Regions from separate parts of the Mus musculus genome. Here region 2 is linked to region 1. A link is a contact called in public Hi-C data. All regions are on one chromosome and are shown on one strand. The core of a region is the stretch at or near the end of the contact, and the rest is flanking DNA. Distances in the headings are between cores, read along the strand shown.

Region 1 (5,034 bases), core at 873-3,372:
TGAACTTGAGACAGGTAGAATCCTTAGTTATCCAAGCAAGCAAAACCTTGTGTTTTACCTGCAGTGAGGCAGGCCTTGGAACAGGTGCTTCGTTTGCTGCTTTAACGACCACAGCTGATGAGTAAGGAAGAGACTTTCCAGTTTCTCCTTCCTGGGGTCTTCTTCCTTCCAAGCCCTGTTCATTATTCTTCTCACAGAAGCAATTCTGGCTTCTGTCATCTCTACTATCCCTTCAGCATTATCTGTACAGCTGAAGGTAATTCTGCCTTTATTTAATGTTGCAAACTATGTAAATGTATTTTGCATGAATTCATTTTCCCTCTCCCTTTAAAGGAGACTCTTATGTTCCTCCAGAAGTTTGTCATCTGCTGTCTCCCTGTATCAGGCTCCAGTGTTGAACACCATAATTTACATGAGGTCAGTTATGATAGACATAAAAATTGGAAAATTCAATATATGCAGAAAAGATAAAAGAAGTGAGCCTACTGGGTCTGGAGAAGATGTATGTCCAAAAGATTTAGTGGTAGCCATTAAAATACAGACTTTTAAGAGAGATAACGTCAATCAGCCCTTCTCCCCAAGAGGAAGGAAGTAGTGACATAAAAACACTGATGCCATAAAAACACTGGCCCCTCTAGGGAGAATAAATCTCCCTAGAGGGGCCAGTGGGACCTAGTAAAAGGCATCTCCTTTAGAGATGCTTTTTAATGTAAATGAAAGAGAGGGGGATTTTCCTACAGACATTTAGAGATAGGGCTGTGCTCTTGTGCTCATATGCCTCCTAAGGAGGCATATGGGTTTCCATTGCAAGGCAACAGGGCAGATAAGGCTCCCTGCCCCTTGCTCACCTCTCCATGGAAGCAAACTGAATTAGAAACACATTCTCTAAGCATTTCCTCCAGTCAGACTATACAGAGGAAAGCCAGGGTGAGACACAAACACCAAGATCAGGTTGGCAGCCAAGGCCATTTCCATCCACATGACCCCAAGAGCTGCTCTACTGTGGTTTGGGTCATATAAGCTGCACATCAGATATAGGCCCTTGAGAAAATGGAGTGAACTAGCAGGGATGCCTAGGGTCTTTTCTCCTTCAAATCCAAATAGGACATGGGTTATACAGGACCTAGACAGACAGAGCCTGCTCAATCAGCAGAAAGATGCCCGAGGCAGATCTACCCAGGGGAAGACACCTCAGGGGAGGCAGTCTCTTCCGGGAATATGCTGGTAGAGCTATTTATGTCTGAGAAGCAAAATTTGGTGTCCCCTAAAAATACTTTTGCCAGCATTAATTTTACTTAATACATTCAATACAGCATTGGTAATTATTTGCATTCATTGGTCAGAAAATCCTGATTACCTAATTTACCATGAATTTAACAAATACCCCACAACCTGTCACTATGGTTATGAACCTAAAATCAAAATCCAAAATAAGCACATACTTCATTGACTTAAGCAGATGCTGGGCTCACAGTATGCAGCAGTCAGTGTGCCTGCACTGAAGATTTGGAAAAGCACAGTTTGTAAACATACAGATATACATACAGGGTGAGGGGAGCTGGCAGGTTACCTGGCCAGGAAAGGCCTCCATGAATGGGAAGTGGGGAGTTACTGGGAGGAAGTGGAGGTGGAAGGCTGGATGGTATTCCAGGTGGAAAGAGCAGTAGTAGCAGGCACTCAAAGGTTCGAGCATGCCCAGTACCTAGTAAGCCTCTCCTGGCAAGGGTACACCACGCAATGTGAGCTTAGATTTAGTATGTAAGCTAGTATGTAGCCAGCCAGTACATGTGTGTGTCTTGCCTGTCATGCTGAATCTACTTAAAGAGAAATGGGGTGTCACAGAAGTGCCCTAAGTAATACAAGGCCATGGTGAGAGCTGACGGGGAGAGAAGGGGGTGAAGGCAGGAAGGACTAGGTGAGAAATAAAGAGCTCTAAGAAGATGAAAGCTTACAAAGAGAGGCCTTCCACCAGAAAGACTGTCTGTCACCTCAATCTTCAGGTCATGGCAAGCCACAAAGAAGCCTCCATTTCCCCACTAAGTGGGGAACATAACTGGAAGCTGTGTCTGCTGAAAGGGGAAGGAAGAGGAACCCTCTCACTGGGAGAGTGTCTGGGCTGTGGAAGAAGATGGGAACTGTATGGTATGGCCAGATGGAGTCTCCTGAGTCAGCTCAGGAAATTCCTGTCTCCGGCCTGCGGGTTTCAGGTGGAGCTACGATTATAAGGAAGGCCAGGACAACACACCCGGGAAACAGAAAAGAGCTGGCCCTTGAGAAACAGTGCCAGAAAGGACTTTCCAGGGAGAAGCCTGGGAAGGAACACTTTGACAGCAGAAGAACTGCTTCAGGGAGGCCCAGGGAGGGAGCTTCTCAAGGGGCAAGAACGAATCCACAGCCCAGGAGCTGGGGGGGGGGGCGCATGCAGCCCCCTAGAAACAGGAATTCAGTGCTGACCTCAGATAGTGGTTTGGGCAGGAGGGAGACAGCCAGACTGCAGAGGGTCTGAGGGTGGTACACAACTCTTTTCAGAGCTTAGCTTTAAAAGAAAGGAAAGTGGGCCGCTGCTAAAGAAGGATACAGGACGGGACGGAGAAAAGGTTCCTTTTCTAAAGAATGGGGGAGACTTGAGCACATATATGCTAAAATAAAAAATGCTACTACAGAAGCAGGAACACAAACATAGGGGTAAGTAACAGGGGCTGCCCCAGGAAAGGGAATGAGGATCAACTGGAAACTCTTTCATATTCTCTCTCTCTCTCCCTCTCTCTCTCTCTCTCTTAAAGTGCATTCATTTTTAACTAAAATGTTATATAATAGATATTACTTATTAATTTCTCCTATGTAACTTCCAAATCTCACCACATTAGGAACTCAAAGCTGCACACTAAGTGAGGGATATCTGTCTTAGCAGTCCTTGTGTAAACAGTGTCCTTGCTGTGGAAGATCTCTTTGGTTTTCAGGTGAGGCTGCTATGCTTGGGGCTTCCTATGCATGATAACACTATTAATCACCAGGCCCAGTAGCATTTCTGTAGCAGGCCAACCACACGCACGGCCCTGCTCATGGCAATGCAAACTCAATCTAACTGGGCCTGACACTCAGTCAAAGGACAAAAGCGATAAGAGTCAGCTCTACACTTGTCTCATCCATCAAAGGAAACCACAGCACAGACTGGTTCTCTGGTACCAGAGAATACTGAAGAAGCCTGCTACAAGTCCACAGCCATCAACTAACACACCTAGATCTACTAACAATGCTTCCATTTATCATCTTTGGAACTTGGAAAGTAACTTAAGAGAAAAGATGAAAATGGAAAAGGAAAAAGGTCAAATATGATTCAGAGCCCTTATATTAGCTGACACTTGGGGTTAAACATTCAGAGATAATTTTCAATGAAATCAAGGACAGTAGAGACTTAACATACAAACAAAGCAAAGCACCAAGGGGAAACTCATTTCATTTTGTTCTATGCCGTTACGTCAAACAAATCAAAACCCATTTAACCTGACTAATTTCTGAGGACTTCAACTCCCACCAAACCCTGGTACTCTTGACAGTAAGGGACTGAGTTGGGCTCTGGGAAAAGTAGTCTCTTCACAAGATTTTGATAGAATTGTTAATATATATATATATATATATATATATATATATATATATATCTCATTTCCAGGAAACTGAGTTCTCAGAAATACACAATTTGGATTTAAAAACCCAAAGACACACCTATGGTCACTTGATCTTTGACACGGGAGCTAAAACCATCCAGTGGAAAAAAGACAGCATTTTCAATAAATGGTGCTGGCACAACTGGAGGTTAGCATGTAGAAGAATGCGAATTGATCCATTCCTATCTCCTTGTACTAAGGTCAAATATAAGTGGATTAAGGAACTCCACATAAAACCAGACATACTGAAACTTATAGAGGAGAAAGTAGGGAAAAGCCTCGAAGATATGGGCACAGGGGAAAAATTCCTGAATAGAACAGCAATGGCTTGTGCTATAAGATCGAGAATCGACAAATGGGACATCATAAAATTGCAAAGCTTCTGCAAGGCAAAAGACACCGTCAATAAGACAAAAAGGCCAACAACAGATTGGGAAAGGATCTTTACCAATCCTAAATCAGATAGGGGACTAATATCCAATATATATAGAAAGAACTCAAGAAGATGGACTCCAGAAAATCAAATAACCCCATTAAAAAATGGGGCTCAGAGCTAAACAAAGAATTCTTACCTGAGGAATACCGAATGGCTGAGAAGCACCTGGAAAAAATGTTCAGCATCCTTAATCATCAGGGAAATGCAAATCAAAACAACCCTGAGATTCCACCTAACACCAGTCAGAATGGCTAAGATCAAAAATTCAGGTGACAGCAGATGCTGGTGAGGATGTGGAGAAAGAGGAACACTCCTCCATTGTTGGTGGGATTGCAAGCTTGTACAACCACTCTGGAAATCAGTCTGGCGGTTCCTCAGAAAATTGGACATAGTACTACCGGAGGATCCCGCAATATCTTTCCTGGGCATATATCCAGAAGATGTTCCAATCGGTAAGAAGGACACATGCTCCACTATGTTCATAGCAGCCTTATTTATAATAGCCAGAAGCTGGAAAGAACCCAGATGCCCCTCAACAGAGGAATGGATACAGAAAATGTGGTACATTTACACTATGGAGTGCTACTCAGCTATTAAAAAGAATTGAGTTTATGAAATTCCTAGGCAAATGGATGGACCTGGAGGGCATCATCCTGAGTGAGGTAACCCAATCACAACAGAGCTCATACAATATGTACTCACTGATAAGTGGATATTAGCCCAGAAACTCAGAATGCCCAAGATATAAGATACAATTTGCTAAACAAATGAAACTCAAGAAGAATGAAGACCAAAGTGTGGACACTTTGTCCCTTCTTAGAATTGGGAACAAAGCACCCATGGAAGGAATTACAGAGACAAAGTTTGGAGCTGAGACGAAAGGATGGACCATCTAGAGACTGCCATACCCGGGGATCCATCCCATAATCAGCC
Region 2 (5,612 bases), core at 517-3,016, 120 kb after region 1:
ACAGTATCACACATGGGGTAAGGTCCCTGGAGCATTGTGGGCAGACGCTAAGGGAAGGTACTATGATCCTAAATCAAAGATGCCTCCAGGGCTTGGGTGTAACACGAAACTCAGCCAACCAGGGAAGCAAAGAAGAACCTGCTGCTAGTTAGACGGTCACCTCAGCTCCAAGTGTGAACTACTGGGAACGACTGTCTTTTGGCATTGTTCTCTCTACTTGATTATAGTTCAAATCAACTGGACCCATCAGCTTTCTTACTGACTTATTTATTCTTATTTTATGTGCTTGGTGTTTCACCTACATATATGTCTGTGTGAGAGTGTCAGATCCTCTGGAACTGGAGTTACTGAGAGTTTCGAGTTATATGGGTGCTGGGAGTTGAACCTGGGTACTCTGAAAGAGCAGCCAGTGCTCTTGACTGCTGAGCCGTCTTTCCAGCCTCAAAGGCCTTTTAATTTCAACACTAATATTGCTTTAATCACTGCTACAGAAAGCTAGTGCTTGAAACCTTGAGAAAGGATCCAATGAGCACTTACTACAAATTTTTATACATCTTAAAGATTTTCCTGGAAACAAGACTGATTGGAATGGGAGGAATATAGTAACAGAAAATAGAGCTTATGCCGAGACAGTGAAACTGAGTGGGAAAAGTCTGTCCTGATTAAGGGGTTCTCTTGCTCCAAACTCTCCAAGTCTGAAAGACCATCTACCCGTGGCTCTTCTCTTCTCTTCTCTTCATGCCAGAATTCAGCCCACCAGCAACTCTTCACATTGTCTTTCCAAAGCATCTGTCATTCCTTGACTTCCTACCTTTCCTCCACATCAGACCCTCCATCTCAGGGTCTCAGAGTCTCAGGGTCTCAGCCGCAATATCTCTTATATAAGCAGCACAATGGCTTTCGATGCATCTCTCCCTCTGACCCTCACTCCCACCCATTTTCACCATGGCAGCCAGATGCAAAGCGTCCATCAGACCATGCACACTCTATCCCGGCTAAAAAGGCATCCTTTCCGCAGAATGCAGAGCAAATTCCTTTCACCTCCAGTGCCTACCCTGTGTAGACATGGCTGACCTGCCTCTTCTCCCATTTCTTCTCCTGCTCCGTGGATCTCCATGATACTTTTTGCTCTCCAGATGTCCCCTGTGTGTACATAGACCCTGCACAAAGGACTCTCCTTGTTTTGTGTTCTTTTATTCATACATCTACCACCAATTATTTTAATTTCCCACAGCATGCAAGTGTGCTCAAATGCACTATTGCAGGAGGGCTTTCCCCCCCACACACGCGCACACACACACACACACACACACACACACCTTACTGAAAATAGCATCTTGAGCCTCCTCTCCTTCCTTTGCCTTTATGCTCCTTATCATGAGCTGAAATTATAATATACTATTTAATGAGTTTGCCTTTTGTCTCTGTCTCTGGAAGGCAAACTGTGCAAGGAAGACTGTGGTCTTTCTTATTACCCTTTCTCGAAGTAGTTCTTTACTTATATGAACGACTCAACACATATACCTGTGGAATGAATTTATGATTTCATCTTAATCCTTTCTTCTCCTGTGAACAATTTTGGGAATGAAGGCTACTGGGATGCCTGGGGACAGTATGTCAGGAAGCCAGCTGTGCTAAGTGACATGCTGCATGTCTGTCATGAGTCAACGTTTCCGTGGTGCCTGTGGGTATTTAGGCTGTAATCTCTGTGGTGCAGAGCTGAGCACCTAAACAATGCTGTATGAAATGCTGTGAAACAGCCTGCAATCCTCTACGTAAGTGCATGCCGCCCCCTGTAGGTGGTTATCTTGTTGAAGCTGGAGACTCACTCTGTTCTACAAATGATTTGAATGTACATCATCTATAAACTAAGTGCTGAAAGGATTGAGTAAGGTTTGTGATTTCCAATTTAATCCTCGGATCGGGTTCTGCGATTCCAATGCACATGTGTGTGTGCGTTCATTTGAAATATCTAGCAGTTATCAGACTTGAGAAATGTCAGTTCTTTCCAAGTTAGTTTATCGCAACTCCAGTGAAAATATGTAACACTAATTATTATTTTGTTTCTTTTTATTTTGAGGAAGAGTCTCACCATTTAGCCCTGTCTGGTTTGGAATACACAGAGATCCATCTATGTCTGCCACCATGGCTAGATTATTTATTTTTATTTTTAGCTACGTATATGGATGTGTAAGTCTATGCATATGAGTGCAGATTCCTGCCAAGCCCAGAGGCACTGGACTGCCCAGGAGCTGGAGTCATAGGTGACAGTAAATTGTCTGATGTTGGTGCTGGGAACTGATCTTGGGTTTTTTGGAAGAACTCCTGCCTCTCTTTTATTTTTCTTTATTTCTTATAGAACTGAGCACGTTGTTTCTGAGCCTTACATGAAAAAGATAAGAAAGATAGGAAAGAATAGTTAAAGGAGTAATAAAAGCAGGTATCCTGGTAGAGCCTGACCTTGCTAGATGCTAAGATAAGCTGCAAAACTCCTTCCTATATTTAACACAGTCCCTATTCTTGGAAGGGATGATTTGGCATAAATTCCTGTCAGTTGTCCCCAGCTCAACATTTAAATCTCAATTTTAACAAAAAACAAGTTTTCTAATGCTAACTCATGCTAAATATGTATAGGAAAACCAGGGTTTCAAAATCACCCAGGGAACCATTCAGATAGCATGAGTGTTCATTATTACTATACTGGGATTTACTGTGCTATAATAACCATAGTAATGGAACAACAGCAGAGCAAAGACACCCGCAGGGTCCTTCAAACTCTCCCCGCTGGCATGGAACCTGAGTAGTATTCTTTCATTTGGTTGTTCTCAGCAATAGATTGGTTTGGGGCCCAGATTCACCTGGGTAGACTCTCAAATGAAGGATTGTCTAAACTGGTTTTGGCTTGTGGGCATACCTGCAGGAGACTGTTCTAATTAATTTAAGTGATTTGAGAAAACCCAGCCCAGTGTGGGTGGCTCCACTCCCTATTCAGGAGGCCTGAGCTTTGTAAGAGTTGCTCAAGTCCAGTTGAGTGCAGGCAGGCAGATGAGCATTTGTGCAATCACTTCTCTTTGCTCTTGACAATGATGTGATGTTGTGATCTGTTCCAAGTTCCTACTGCCTTGATTTTCCCTACATATTAGACCATGCCTGGAGTTGCAAGCATTAACAACAGCCTTTCTTTCTCTTAAGTCATTGTTTGTTTGTTTTGTTTTGAGACAGACACTCTCTGGATGACCTGCAACTTGCCATGTGAAGGAACCAAGCTAGTCTTGAACTCATGGAGATCTTCCTGCCTCTACCTCTGAGTGCTAGGATTAGAAGCATGTGCCACCATGCCTGGCTTCTAAATTGCTTTTGATCACAGCATAAAACAAGGAGTTTTATCACAGCAGTGGAAATAGATCACACAGCAACAGCCATTCCCCCCACCTATCTGACCTATGTGCAGAATGTCTCAGGCATTGTACTAGTGTCTGCTTGCTCCTGATACACCAATCTTCAGAATTCTTGACGAAGAAATTACAGTTCTGAAGAGATTCCCAAAATCTTCTAAGTTATCCTGTGGTGGGTTTTTGTTGTTGTTGTTGTTTTTGTCAGTTTATTTTGTCTTTTTGTTTTAGTGCCTTCTTTCCATGTTTTGCTGGGTAGTTTTTGTTTAGAGTCATCCAGGAAGATGGAATGCCAGCTGAAGAATTGCCTCTGTCTAAATGCCTGTGAGGCAAGTCTGTGGGCAGTTTTCCTGGTTGATGACTGACATTGAAGGTCCCTGTGAAGCCACCACTGGGCAGGTGGTTCTGGGCTGTTTAAGAAAGAGGGCTGAGTAAGCCAGTAAACCATGTTCCTTCAGGGCCAGCCTCTGCTTCAGTTCCTGCCCCACTTACCTCAGTGATGGACTACAATGTGGCTAAATTAACCCTTCCCTTCCTTAAGCTGGCTTGACCAGAGTATTAGATCATAGACCACAGCAACAGAGAGCAAGCTAACACAAAGACATTTAACTGGCAGTGACTGCCCATTGTGGTAAATACTGAGACCTTTCTACTGTGAAAAAAAACATGTTAAAGTTTCTAATATGTTCTGGAAAACCAGAGCCCAAATAAGCTAAACCAAAAATAAAATGGTGCTGATAAATGCATGGGTTTGGGGTTTATTTATTGTACTGGCATACATAGGTTGGAATGATCTGGCATTCCAATGATGTATGAAAATGATTGTTACCTGGCAAAGACAATGGGTAACAAAGAATGTGAAAACAAGGAAACTTAATGCAAGATAATCGCTGAATTAAATGAAATGATAATAGGACAAATGTTTGAAATTAAAGGTTATGGCTTTGGTTTGAGACAGGGTCTCATGCAACCCAGACTAGCCTTGGACTCTGTAGCCTAGGATGACCCTGAACTGCAGCCCAGGCTGACCCCAGACTCTGTAGCTGACGGTAACCCTGAGTTGCTTGATCCTCCTCGTCCTCCTGACTCTGCCTCCCAAGTGCTAAGACTTCAGGCTTGTGCCTCTACTTAATAGTTATCTTGTTTCATATTCATTTTTATTTATGTGTGTGTGCACGTGCGTGCGCATGCATGCATGGGAGGCTAGAGGCATATATCAGACTGCCTGAAACTTGAGTTACAGGCACTTGGTTACAGGAACCAAACTCTGGTCTCTGGCAGAACACCAAGCATTCTTAACCGCTGAGCCCTCTCTCCAGCCCTAAAGTTATCTTTTTAAAAACAAAATTTAAAGGGACATTTTTCAACCCCCATTCACCCCATTTACGATTCAAGAAATAGCCAAAAAATTATAAGCAACCTGCATGCCTACTAAGTGATGGATGGATTTGTAAAAGTGTGCCACAAACACACAAGAAACACCAGAGCCGAAGGGAGAATGAAATTCTGGCAGAGCTAGCGATCGTTGTATCGAATAAGCCAGAAAGACAGACGTACCACACAGTCTCACCCGCTCACAGAATCTAAACATGTGGATTTCACAGAAGCTGAAAGGAAGATGGTAGTTGTCACAATCTGGGAGATAGGGACAGCTGGGACCAGTTGCCTAATGTTTGCAGTTACGGAGGAACAGGCGCAAGCCGGCTTACCTCCCGTGAGCTTGTACTCAGCAGGGTGACCACAGAGAACGACAATCTCCTGTATCTTTCATAAAGCTAGAAGAAGGAGTCAGAAGGTTCTTCCATACAGGAATGACAAGTCTTTGAGGAGATGCAGGCATTTGATTTGGTTTAAGCATTTCACAACCTGCATCAGTCCATTAATAGGTACACTGCTATATTTGAAAAATTACTGCATTTAAATTGTTTTTTACTTATTTGTTTGTTAATTTTTGTGGGCATATGTGGGTGTGTGTTCATGCCGTAGCATGTGTATGTAAGTCAGAGGACAACTAGCTGGAATCAGTTTCCCTCCTGTGATGGCTTGTATATGCTTGGCCCGGGAAGTGGCACTATTAGGAAACGTGGCCTTGTTGGAGTAGGTGTGTCACTGTGGTCATGGGCTTAAGACCTTCACTGCCTGGAAGTCAGTCTTCCACTAGCCACCTTCAGATGAAGACATAGAACTCTCAGCTCCTCCTGCACCTTGTCTGCCTGGATG

Evidence for each region. Hi-C and Micro-C count contacts between places; a contact is called where the count stands out from the background.
Region 2: a contact with region 1 is called in a Hi-C map of bone marrow-derived macrophages, with 3 times the contacts expected there. The contact joins two enhancer-like sites. A contact is called at or near these places in 7 of 484 Hi-C or Micro-C datasets (B cells, the HL-1 cell line, bone marrow-derived macrophages and 3 more) and 2 of 115 datasets of contacts at active chromatin or transcription factors (embryonic stem cells and large pre-B cells).

The regions. Positions count from the first base shown.
Region 1 is chr1:64,865,794-64,870,827 of GRCm38.p6, forward strand. The region is part of intron 5 of Plekhm3 (pleckstrin homology domain containing, family M, member 3); the gene reads right to left. Among named protein-coding and RNA genes, the nearest start is that of Gm51628, 19 kb to the right of the region's middle. Within about 2 kb of position 2,123, at least 25 of the 459 cell types and tissues checked have an H3K27ac peak or open chromatin away from gene starts, as enhancers often do. A contact at or near this core is called in bone marrow-derived macrophages, where this site is marked.
Region 2 is chr1:64,984,580-64,990,191 of GRCm38.p6, forward strand. No RefSeq gene overlaps it. Among named protein-coding and RNA genes, the nearest start is that of Gm24788, 14 kb to the right of the region's middle. Within about 2 kb of position 1,767, at least 12 of the 459 cell types and tissues checked have an H3K27ac peak or open chromatin away from gene starts, as enhancers often do. A contact at or near this core is called in bone marrow-derived macrophages, where this site is marked.